2 separate regions of the Triticum aestivum genome follow, and region 2 is linked to region 1. A link is a contact called in public Hi-C data. All regions are on one chromosome and are shown on one strand. The core of a region is the stretch at or near the end of the contact, and the rest is flanking DNA. Distances in the headings are between cores, read along the strand shown. Region 1 has its middle 160 kb from the start of LOC123148000. Region 2 holds the start of LOC123148000 (probable inositol oxygenase).

Evidence for each region. A called contact is a pair of places that touch in the nucleus more often than the background predicts.
Region 2: a contact with region 1 is called in a Hi-C map of leaf, with 9 times the contacts expected there. The contact joins the promoter of LOC123148000 here to the enhancer-like site in region 1. A contact is called at or near these places in 4 of 5 Hi-C or Micro-C datasets (leaf and an unstated tissue).

What each region holds. Positions count from the first base shown.
Region 1 is chr7A:530,647,817-530,653,504 of IWGSC CS RefSeq v2.1, forward strand. No RefSeq gene overlaps it. Among protein-coding and RNA genes, the nearest start is that of LOC123148000, 160 kb to the right of the region's middle. Within about 2 kb of position 2,900, at least 1 of the 8 cell types and tissues checked has an H3K27ac peak or open chromatin away from gene starts, as enhancers often do.
Region 2 is chr7A:530,811,381-530,817,068 of IWGSC CS RefSeq v2.1, forward strand. It overlaps LOC123148000 (probable inositol oxygenase), which reads left to right and starts at 3,175. Exons shown (of 10, transcript XM_044567345.1): 1 at 3,175-3,413; 2 at 3,588-3,687; 3 at 4,688-4,974; 4 at 5,398-5,457; 5 at 5,549-5,601. The coding sequence starts at 3,383.

The sequences.
Region 1 (5,688 bases), core at 1,650-4,149:
GACATAGCGCTGCCCGGAGAGTTTAGTAGACTAGGCCTTTCTGTTTGGCATATGGGTTAGTTTGGGCCCTGAACTTTGAATGGGCCACTTTGGTCACCCCAAGAAATAGATATGTACTGGTATAATCTTCGTTTAGCTCCATGGGGACAGAAAGAAAAACACTGAATAAAGCACCACTAGTCTAGTACGTACCACACGGTCAACATTCACAATCACTTTTTTTTTTTTGCGGGGAACATTCACAATCACTTTACCATGCATGACATACGTAGACGGAAAGCAACACAATTAAAACAAGCTAGCTTCATGTCTAAATCTAGCTGTAACGTCAGGCAATGCAAGTTTTTCAGCGACAGCGAAACAAATCTTTTGGCGACAGCCAAACTGAAACAAAAGCTGAAACAAACCACGACATAGAAGACTGTAGTAACATATACGTAACTCATTGGCTCAGGCATTGGAAGGTCGTGCTGCTGTTTAGTGCAACCCAAACAAAACAGCTTAGGGTAACCGATCCTTAATAACCGGTTAAAAAAGTAAAATTTTGGTTTTACCTTTTTAAACGGGACCTAACCGATCTTCAATCGGCGTTTGTGGAGGATAAATTATCCTCAGCTGCCTCCGCCGCCCCTATTTTTACTATTTCACCCCGCGGACGAATAGAAAAAGCCTCTTCGACTTCTCTTCCTCTCCGCCTCCTCTGCCTCTTCTCCTACCCCATCCACGTCGCCGGCGACTCCCCCCACCATTCCCCGACCTTCCTCCTTCCTCCAATGGCCGGATCACATCACCAGCGCTCCTCGCCGCCATGCCCGTGGTTCGTCTTCAAGCGGCGCGTCCTCAAGCCGCCGCCGCCCCTCCGATGTGGCCACCACTGTCCGCATCGCCGACTTCCCCGAGCTCCTCCACCGCGGAAGCCACAGAGGAAACACCTCGGCGTCCGCCGGTGAGCGTGGAGGACTTGGGTTGCGGAGATCACTCACCACGAGACCCATACCAAAAAGTGGATCGGTCGTTCCACATCGCGGAGCTCGCCGTGCTCGAATACGACCGGTGGAAAGTCCGGCTCCAGGACTCGGTCGCGCCTCAACTTCCCGTTTGGGACGGAGCCCGTCCACCTTCTCTATCGGCGTCGGGTGTGGAGATCTCGGCGACGGCTCGGGAGGACATGGACGAGGATTACATGGCGGACCTCCGCCCCTAGTACCCTGAGATCGTGGAGGCAGGGCGGGCCATCTTCGCAGAGCGGGCGGTCAATGACAAGGTCATTTTTATCTCCGACGACGAGGAGCAAGGCGGCAGCAACGACAGCAGGGCCAAGTAGGAGTTAGACGTCGAGAAGTGGCGGCGCATCTTCCCCGACTCCGGCGATGAGGGCACCGGCCCGGACCCAATGGGCGGTGGCAGGTCGATGCAAGATTGGCTCGACCTCTACTATGACAAGGATGAGAGCATCTACAGCCAGGTGTCCCAAACCCACCTCAAATGCCCGGGCGGACGGCTTGGTCACTGACCTGTCACGAAAGTGCGACCCAAACAGGCTCCTCAAACTGGCCTCATACGTCCGGGCTGACCGGCACCCCTCATATTCAGCCCAAATATGGGATGGTTATCGGGGCGCCCGGGCACGTCCGCCACGTCGGAATGACGATGGGGTTCCACAAGGAATCACCCAAAAACCTGGCGGTTCGATAGACGTCTCCTCCGTCGCCGCGTGGCGCCGCTCCGGCGGGCCGCGTAGTGCCCTAACCCGGCTATTTAAGCCGATCATCGGCACTGAAATCCTACCCATCCAAATCCCCCCTCCCGTCCGCCACAGCCGCCACTTTCCGCTCGCCGTCCGCCACTTAAGGCTCCTCGTCCGCCACTTCCTGTTAGTAGCTATGCCCCCACGCCATTGGGCAACTTATCTAATGCCGGAGCGCCGGCTGCAGCTCCTTGAGCAGGTCCTGGCAAGGCGCGAAGCTTGCATAGCAGTGGGGCTACCTTCGGATGCAGTAGATCCGGAGGGGGACGGGGGACATGAGGACGAAGAGGAGGAGGAGGACTTGAGGGACGCTGATGCCGTGGATGTACAGGCGGAGTAGCTAGCGATCCTCGATTCCCTTCGGTCGGTATCGACGGCGGAGGCCAAGTGGCGTCGTGTGCAGGAGGCTAGGCGGAGCACATCGCGGATGGTCTGCAGGAGGCGGAGGGGGAGCATGTCGTGGACGTCGACGAGATGCCTACGACTATGGAGGAGGAGGAGTGGGAGCCCTCCTACGCGCCCATCTATCCGGTGCCCGGCATGGATGTCGTGGACATCTTCGACGACGAACTTAGTTTAGAATAGTGTGGTTTACGTACTATCTAGGAAAACTTTTGCATGATTTGTATTGATCTAGGGGGTGAAATATGAGGTATTCAGATGCATATCATCAAATATGAGATATGACCGGTTAGTGCCCCCGACGCGTCCGCGGGCATTTGAGGGACCGGATTTGCCAAATCTGGTTGTAGATACTCTGATGACGATGAGTAGTCTAGTTTAGGGTTTAGTGTAGTTTAAGTTTGAATTTATGTGTAAAGTTCAGTTGTCAAGACAATGTGTTCCATTAGGTTGAACTTATGTTTAAATTTATGTAAATTTTAGTTAAAATTAGGTTGAGCTAATGCATGTTTAATTTTTACTCTGCTATATATAGGGGGTCGGTTAGATCCGATGAAATCTTAGGGCATGTTCGGTAGTTGCCCAACTTCAGCAAATCCTCAAATCTCGCTTCTCGTTTCGGTTGCCAGCTTCAGGCCGGAACGTTAGCGATCAAAAAATCGTTCGGTGAGGCTGCTCCAGTTTCCCTCTCGCCACGCATGGGCTGACAGCCTTTTCAGTGGGTCACGCATGTACGTATGGCACTTGGCGGTGGCACATCTTTGTAATAAGAGAGTGGGGATCGGGGCGTCTCTCCAGCCTATCTATCGAACCGGTACGTATGGCACTTGGCGGTGGCACAACTCTGTAATAAGAGCGAACTTCAGTTTTTGCGTTTTCTGGGATCTCCAAATGAGCTGCTCCGCGTTTTTGTACATAGCCCGGCCACTGATCCGGGAAGCCAGCTTCGTGGAGCCGGGCCGTTCGGGCCAGCTCCAGTCGCGGATTCGGCGAAGCGGGGAGCTGGGAAGCTACCGAACAGGCCCTTAGTAAAATAAAAATACTTCACTAGAGGTTTAGTCCACCGGATCCTTCGCTATTGAGTTGCCCCTGCGAACCAAACAAACCCTGCACATTTTCCCCCACAACGCCAGCCACGGAAAGGGTCCTATCACTAGATTTTTGCAGGATCGAAAGAATCATCTACTTAGTTTACTTGCCTGTAGCTTTCCTGAGCTCACACTTGATAGCTTTTTGTACAATATCTACCTTGGAATCCACCCCATACAGCCAAACTGGCTGTTTTCTTAGATAAACAAAATGTACCGTGTTCTTGACTGTTCTAAGTCAGAACGTGCGCCATCTTTCTTATGTACCATGCTCCGGGGGCAAAAGTGATCTCAAACGAAAAGAAATTCAACGGACAGTAACATATCATTGACAAGATCCATGAAGCTGCGGTTGCGATCCGCGTTTGCTGATCTCAATATATGGATTTGCATATCATACAACCGTATCAAGGCTGGACACGTGTGTGTTCTCCTTATCCGGCACTCATCTTTATCAGATCGAAGACATCAGAGTTGTTAGGTTGAATCTGTCCGTATTTTGGACGCCGGCCGTTGCCTGATGCCTTCCCACCTTTGTCACTTCAATTTTCGTACTGTAGGTTACCCTGTTCAAGTTTGCTTCGGTACACCTCTAAAAAGTGATGTACCTTCGAGGTAAATCTACGGTGGAAATTAAATATGTCTTTGTTAAATATAGTGTAACCTCCGTTCGGCCTCCTTCCCAATAAAGAACCTAAGGCTCCTCTACCTCCCGCCGCCGTCGCCGTCGGTCCATCTCGTCTCCGGCGGTCCTATGGTCATGGAGACGTGGTGGACCCCGCCCTTGCCGGTGGGAGGGGTCTTCCATTGTTTTTAGGTGTTTTTATGAGTTTGTTTACGATTTGACTCCTGCTCAGGAAGACAAGGCGTTGGCGGCTCCGTAAAGATGGAATAATTTCCTCCCCGCCCGGCCCCGTCCCGGTGATGCGTTTAGCGTTGTCAGAGGACGTGTGGAGGTGTGTCTTCGGCTATCTCGTGAGATTCGATCGGTGATGGTCTTTGCGATGGATCCGGTTGGATCCAGTCTTTATTCGTGTGTCTACAGGTTGGATCCTTTCAATCTATACTTCTCTTCATCGCCGACGGTTGCTATTCTGATGCGTGGGTCTTGTGTTGCCTTAGCATGATGACTTCCCGACTGTCTACTGCAACAAATTTGGCATGGCTCCGATGAGGGAGGGATGATGACGGCACCGCGCCTTCGGCTCACTTCAGTGTTTGTAGTCATCGTTAGGTGGTCTACGAACATGAATGTAATTTTTATTATTTTATGTGTTCTTTGTACTGCCATGGCATGATGGAAAGATCGTCCATTCGAAACTAAATGTTGCTGAAACGAGTGTATCTAGACATGATAGTTAATTTCAAACAAAGAGTTACTTACATAACCATTATCATTTCTTCCCTCTATAAGCAAATATAAAACATTTTAGATCACTAGAGTATTAATCAAAAATGTCTTACATTTGTTTACTGAGGTAGTACCTTTCAAAGAAAAAAGAACTATTATCACCTAGGAAGTCTGATGACCCTTTAGGCCTTTTCTTATGCAAAAAATCCTAAGATCTATTAATAATATATAATATAAATACAAAGAGCACCAAGTAACAAACAATATCATCAGATCCAAGGACCATCCAGGGACAAGTACAAATACTAAAGCTAGCTGAAAGCGCGCCACTATTATCTTTCTTCCTTATCCGTGCAAACGTTGTTGTAGTAGACAGTCAGAAAATCGTCATGCTAAGCCTTCAAAGTATCAGCACACTAGAGTATCAACCCAAAGATGATGAGAAGCATAGACCGGAAGGGCCATATCTGCAAAAACAGCAACGACAATGAGTGTTGTGGAATCCAAACAGATGCACCGAAGACAAGCGTCAATGGGATCCAAAAGAATCTTTCGGAGACTCACCTCCACACCCCCTCCATCAATGCTAGGCGCACCACTGACGCGAGGATAGGACGGGGTGGGGGTGGGGGTGCGCTATTTTAACTCCGGGACACAGTTGTTGTCGTCTCTTCTCTTGTAACACATCATCATCAATCATTTAGAAAAAAACATCCTTGATCTAATTAGAACCTTTTCATACAAATGGCCAATAAATATGTAGGCACCTTCTAATCCCGCGCCTTGAAATTTATCGTGCCATCATAATTTTTCTCAGTTGTACATTAGTACTTGATGTCAATCGGAAGTCTCAATTGATTGGGTTGGTTTTAGCCTAAGTAGATTGAAATTGTGATACACACTCCAGTTTCCTTTTAATGAATACAATCTCCAATTGATTGATTAGTGACACTCCCTGCATTTTTACTGTACTTATTAAGTTTTTTAGTCAACCTCTGTAAATTTTGATTAACATTATATTTAAAAGTAACAACATCTAGAGTGTCAAATAAATATAACATGATAATACATTTTATGAGACTATGGTGGACCTAATGATA
Region 2 (5,688 bases), core at 1,925-4,424, 160 kb after region 1:
TGGCTTAGATTTCAGGAAAATCCAGACAACTGAAATTAGTTAAAAATATATACTTTCTCCATTCCAAAGTATTAGGCATATAATTTTTTTTCGCGAAGTCAATCATTATGAAATTTGATAAGTTCATAGGACAAACTAGGAATATCTTAAATACTAAATTAATAAAATATAAAAATATATTTCATGCAATCTAATGATACTGATTTCGTATTCTCGATGTTGATATTTAAAGCAAACAAAAGATTAAAAAGATTAACATTTGTACAAATGTATACACCTTTTATATTTCAGAATTGGGGGGGGGGGGGGGTCCTAAACACACATATGGATACTAACGGAGGTTTTACAGAACCCCACCCCCCATGCTAATAACCTCCCCCCCCCCCCCGAATTTCACGTGGGTGGGCCCCTCCTTCCTCCTTAATCTCCATTGAGAAAATGGCACCTAATACCGGCCATTATGAATCCGTAAAAACCTATCTGTTCCATCACTATAGCATTACTCGCCTTTTTATGCCCAACCAAAATGTAAAACACAAAGACAAATACTTCCTTCATTCGTAGAGTTTTAAAATTGAGGGGGGGAAACACATGGCTGTAATTTCATGCTCATTTGAATAGTACATGATTTAATTTGTACTGAAATATGTCCGAATGCACCATACCAAAAACAAAAGACTGTCTCCAATAGGTTGGAGTGAATGAGCACTTTCTTTAAGCGTATGCATAAGCATTAGTTCTTGCCCTTCCAGTTTCACAATGTTATTTAGGAAAACCATCCAGTATTTTGTCATATGAACCAAACATCTCACATATAAAAAATTCATAAGATCTCAACCCTCTATTTTCTGATAAAATCGGTTGAATTAAAGTGGCCTTAAGTTTTTCTTTTTCTTCTATATTACAAATAACGAAGCGAATTCTAGGCAGAAAGGAAATGAAAATATACCCTAGGAAAAAGGAAGAAAACAGACGACATGAGTTGTTCCTATCATCCACAGGTATAGCCCCACCCCATGGCCGAGTCACTGACCCACTTAACAAATCCAAAATCTCAGGGCGCCTTGACGGCGGAGGAGAGTGCAGATAGGGAGCGGCAAAGGCGGAACAGGCCGAACGCTGTGAGCCTGGAGGAGTTCGCGGACTCCAACGTCCCGCCGTGGCAGATCCTCAAGGACCGAGAGCTCGCAACAGCCTGGATCATCGACCAGTCGACGACCACGGTCGAGATGGGCACGCGCCATCTCCGCCGCCTCGACGAGGAGATAGCGAAGTATGGGGAGAAGTGATCTCTAAGTGAGACCACCGCCGCTCCTGCCTCTGGCAAAGTCCCGTCGCCCGTCTCTCGAGGGGGGAGGGGGTGGTGAAGGGGAATCTTAAATGCACAAATGGATACTAACAGAGGTAATACGGAACCCCCCATACTAATAACCTCCCCCCCCCCGTGTGAATTTCACGTGGGTGGTACCCTCCTTCCTCCTTAATCTCCATTGAGAAAATGGCACCTAATGCCAATCATTTTGGATTCGTAAAAACCTGTTTGTTCTATAAAACATAAAGATAAAGTCTTCCTTCATTCGTAGACTTTTAAAATGGAGGGGGAGGGGGGCACATGATTGTAATTTCATGCCCAGTTGAATAGTACATGATTTAATTTGTACCGAAATATGTGTGAATGCACCATAGCAAAAACAAAGACTGTCTCCAAATAGGTTGGAGTGAATGAGCACTTTCTTTAAGCGTACGCATAAGCATTAGGTCTTGCCCTTTGAGTTTCAAAACGTTACTTAGGAAAACCATCCAGTACTTTGTCATATGAATCAAACAACTCACATATAAAAAATTCATAAGATCTCAACCCTCTATTTTCTGATAAAATCGATTGAGCTAAAGTGGCCTTAAGTTTTTCTTTTTCTTCCTTTTCATTCTCGTTAGAGGAAGAGGTCATAAGCAGCCAGTTTAATATCTCTGGAACAAGAATACTCCCTCTATAAACCCTCTTCCAATGCAAAGGTGCTTAGGCCCTTCCCAGCTCCAACTTGTACAGGTGCTAAGCCTGCCATGTAGACAAAAAATCTGATGTGGCGAGACAATTAAGAGGAAAGAGATGAGTTTGGTGATCCCACAAAGAACCAATACCAAGCGCGCAAACCTAGGTCAAACATTTAAATGAAGCAAGCTCACAAATGCATGAGAGAGTTTAGTAGTAGCTTAGTCATTAAATGAAAGGAGCTTAGCAACAACAACTTAAGCACCATTGGGGACTATGGTTGCTAAACTATTTAATGTGCTTAGCACCTCATCTAAGCAACTATCTACTCCATCATTTCCGGTTTATAAGGCTCAATTCAAAAATCTCACCAACCAAGGTAGATGATGAGTGGTGAAATATTTTTTGTAGTTTGCAAAAGCACCCAATTAATGCTCTTGTTTTCCTAAAAAAATATGTTTACGAATGCATTAATTGCAATGCATGCATGCATAAAGTGCATGCATTGGTCAGTTTTCTCTTAATACTTGCATGCAATGATTTAATGCACCTTGAAGTCTGAACATGTGATGAGGAACAATCAAATTGAGCCTTATAAAATGGAAAAACTAAAATTTTGAGATAAGTCCTATAAACCGGAAAGGAGGGAGTATTGGGAGAGGTCTTAGATGAAGTGCTAAGTGCATTAAATACATTAGCAACTCATCTCCTCAATGCATAGGTGCTTAACTTGTTGTTGCTAAGCACACTTTATTTAATGAGTTAGCACCTAAAGTCTTTCATGCATTGGTCAAGTTGTTTCATTTAAGTGGTTAGCATAGGTTCTCGCGCTTGGCATTGATTCTTTCTGGGTCATCAAAATACTCTCTCCCCTCATTAAATGTTGTGCCATGTCATTTTTTTGCTTATGTGGCATACTTAACACTTGTCCATCATGAAGCACTGGGAAGCACCTAAAATGTATATATAGGGTGTAATAAATAAAAGATATTAATAACGGAGCGGAAACCGGACGAGGAAGGAAATGAAAACAGGCCCTAGCAAAAAGGAGGAAAACAGACGACATGAGCTGTTGCTGTCATCCACAGGCGGAGCTCCACGCCATGGCTGAGTCACCGACCCCCTTTAATAAATCCAAAATCCGCAGGATAGCGCCATCAACACCCCGTCACGTTTTACCCTTCGGCTCCTCCATCCCCCTCCGCCCCCGCTACCATCTCCCACCCCAACAAGCCCTCCTCCCCTCGGCCCTCCTATAAATACCGCTCGCGATTTGCCTCCTGCAGAGCAGAGCCGAGCATACCCCATCTATTACCGTCTTCTCGGACCGTGCTTCCCTGCCGCCCTCGCTGCTGCTGCGAGCTCCGGTCGGCAATCTTTTCCCGGTTCAAGATGACCATCATCATCGAGCAGCCTCAGTTCGGTGAGACTCTTCTTACCCATCTCATTTGCGTGCGTGCTTCTTTAATAATTCCCTCGCCTGTTCTTGTTGAGTTTCTGTTCATGTTTCTCGGAGGTTGAGTGCGCAAACAGCGCGCTGTGGGACAGGCGGCATGATGCTGATAATTTGGTTCGAATTTCTGTTGGCCGGTTGCAGATGCGGCGGCGGAGAGGAAGGTCGCCGGCGACCCGGCGGAGCTCGTGCTCGACGGCGGCTTCACCGTACCGGACTCCAACGCCTTCGGCCACACCTTCAGGTGAGTTCTCATGGGTTTTCTTTCCTCGAGCTCCCATGGTTCTTTGGTTGAAAAAAAATAATATCAATTCAAGTCAGATGTACATACATTTGCACCTTTTAAGGGGTGAACCATGTTCCTCCTGTTGAAATTTTGTTTGCGTCCCACGAGAAAGGACAAAACAAAGGGAGTCGGCTGAAATTTCTGAAGCCTTAGATCAAAAACCAGCGCACCAGATTATGTCTTCTTTCTCCAACAATTCTCTCCCGAACAGATGTGTTCTGTCCCGTATTCTCCTTCCTCCCGCCGCCTGCTGCCACCGGCAGGGCCGCCTGCTGCCGCCACCCGCGGCCGGCGGCGCTCCAGCGGCAACCTCGACGCCCCGTCCTCCCCTCAACCTCTCCCCACCGTCATGCTTGCCTTCGCCTCCGAGCATCCCTCTAAACAGGCAAACCACGTGAGATTTTCCGATGAACCTGCACCCCCGCAGCACCCCTAAGATAGACAAGGAGGTTGTTGCTTCCCTTGCACCCCCCTAGTTCCCGCCCCCCACACCCTAAGATAGACAAGAATGCTATCCATAACGGTATTGGGAAGAACCTCCTAGAAGGAGCTGAAACTAATAACACGCTGTCCTCCTGCTAGGGAAATTGACTAAAATTGGAGTAGCAGAACTTAAGCTGGGCAAGAATCTTATCATTTTTCGCAATATATAAATAAATAAAACTCGGCAAGGAACTCCCACGGGATATGCTAGGAAATTGACTAAAATTGTCCATCAAAAACATTTTTCTGGATCTCAGCTTTCAAAGCCTTCCGTTTTCTTTCTTTCCGCGATAAGCAGAGCTCGCATGGCAGGGCATTGTCCCCACACGCACTCCGTGCCACATGCTTATCAAACCTTTCCGCGTATCAGATTGATAACTACTACAACCCCTGTTCCTAAATATAAGACGTGATATAGAAGTGGTATGTACCACAAACGAACAATACTGAAGTGGAAATTGATACATGCGTCCAGGGACTACGACGCGGAGTCGGAGCGGAAGAAGACTGTGGAGGAGTTCTACCGCGTGAACCACATCAACCAGACGTACGAGTTTGTGCAGCGGATGCGGGACGCATACGGGCGGCTGGACAAGACGGAGATGAGCATCTGGGAGTGCATCGAGCTTCTCAACGAGTTCATCGACGACAGCGACCCTGACCTGGACATGCCGCAGATCGAGCACCTCCTCCAGACCGCCGAGGCCATCCGCAAGGACTACCCCGATGAGGACTGGCTCCACCTCACTGGCCTCATCCATGGTAACTTAACTAACTTTTACATGTGTAGCCTTCTTTTTTTCTAAAACAGAGGCAAAAGATTTATCTCGTCCATTAGTAACTCTTTTGCCGATCCTCTCAGAATCTTGAGAATCAGATCCCTCCTCAGATTCTTTCAGAATCGTGAATCTTTTTTTTCTACAATCTTAACTACCTAAGGTCTAACTAGCTAGGATTGCAATAAGTGAAAGAGAGAATAATGTGTTACAAGGTTCCATAGTTGTTTTTTTACAATCTTAACTATTCACTCCGTTCCATAATGTAAGACATTTTTTTGACATCAGTGGTGTGGTGTCAAAAAAGGTCTTACATTGTGGAACGGAGGGAGTACTTAGGGTCCACCGACGGACAGACCGGCCCCGCATACGGTTCTTTTTTTCTCACGTGAGTTGCCACGGTGTGCAGATCTGGGCAAGGTGCTGCTGCATCCCAGCTTCGGGGAGCTTCCTCAGTGGGCAGTCGTAGGTAAATCAATCGGCAAAACCTCAAACCTCTCCAGAGCCTGTCCCAAATTCAGCTCCGAATCTCTGACGAGCTTCATGGCGTCTTTCTTCAGGTGACACCTTCCCCGTCGGCTGCGCGTTCGACGAATGCAACGTCCACTTCAAGGTAAGCACTTGGACGCCTATGAGCCGATCGAAGGCTGAAGCTTTGCTTGCTCTCTGACTCTGACTCTGCCTCTGTCCCTGCGATGCG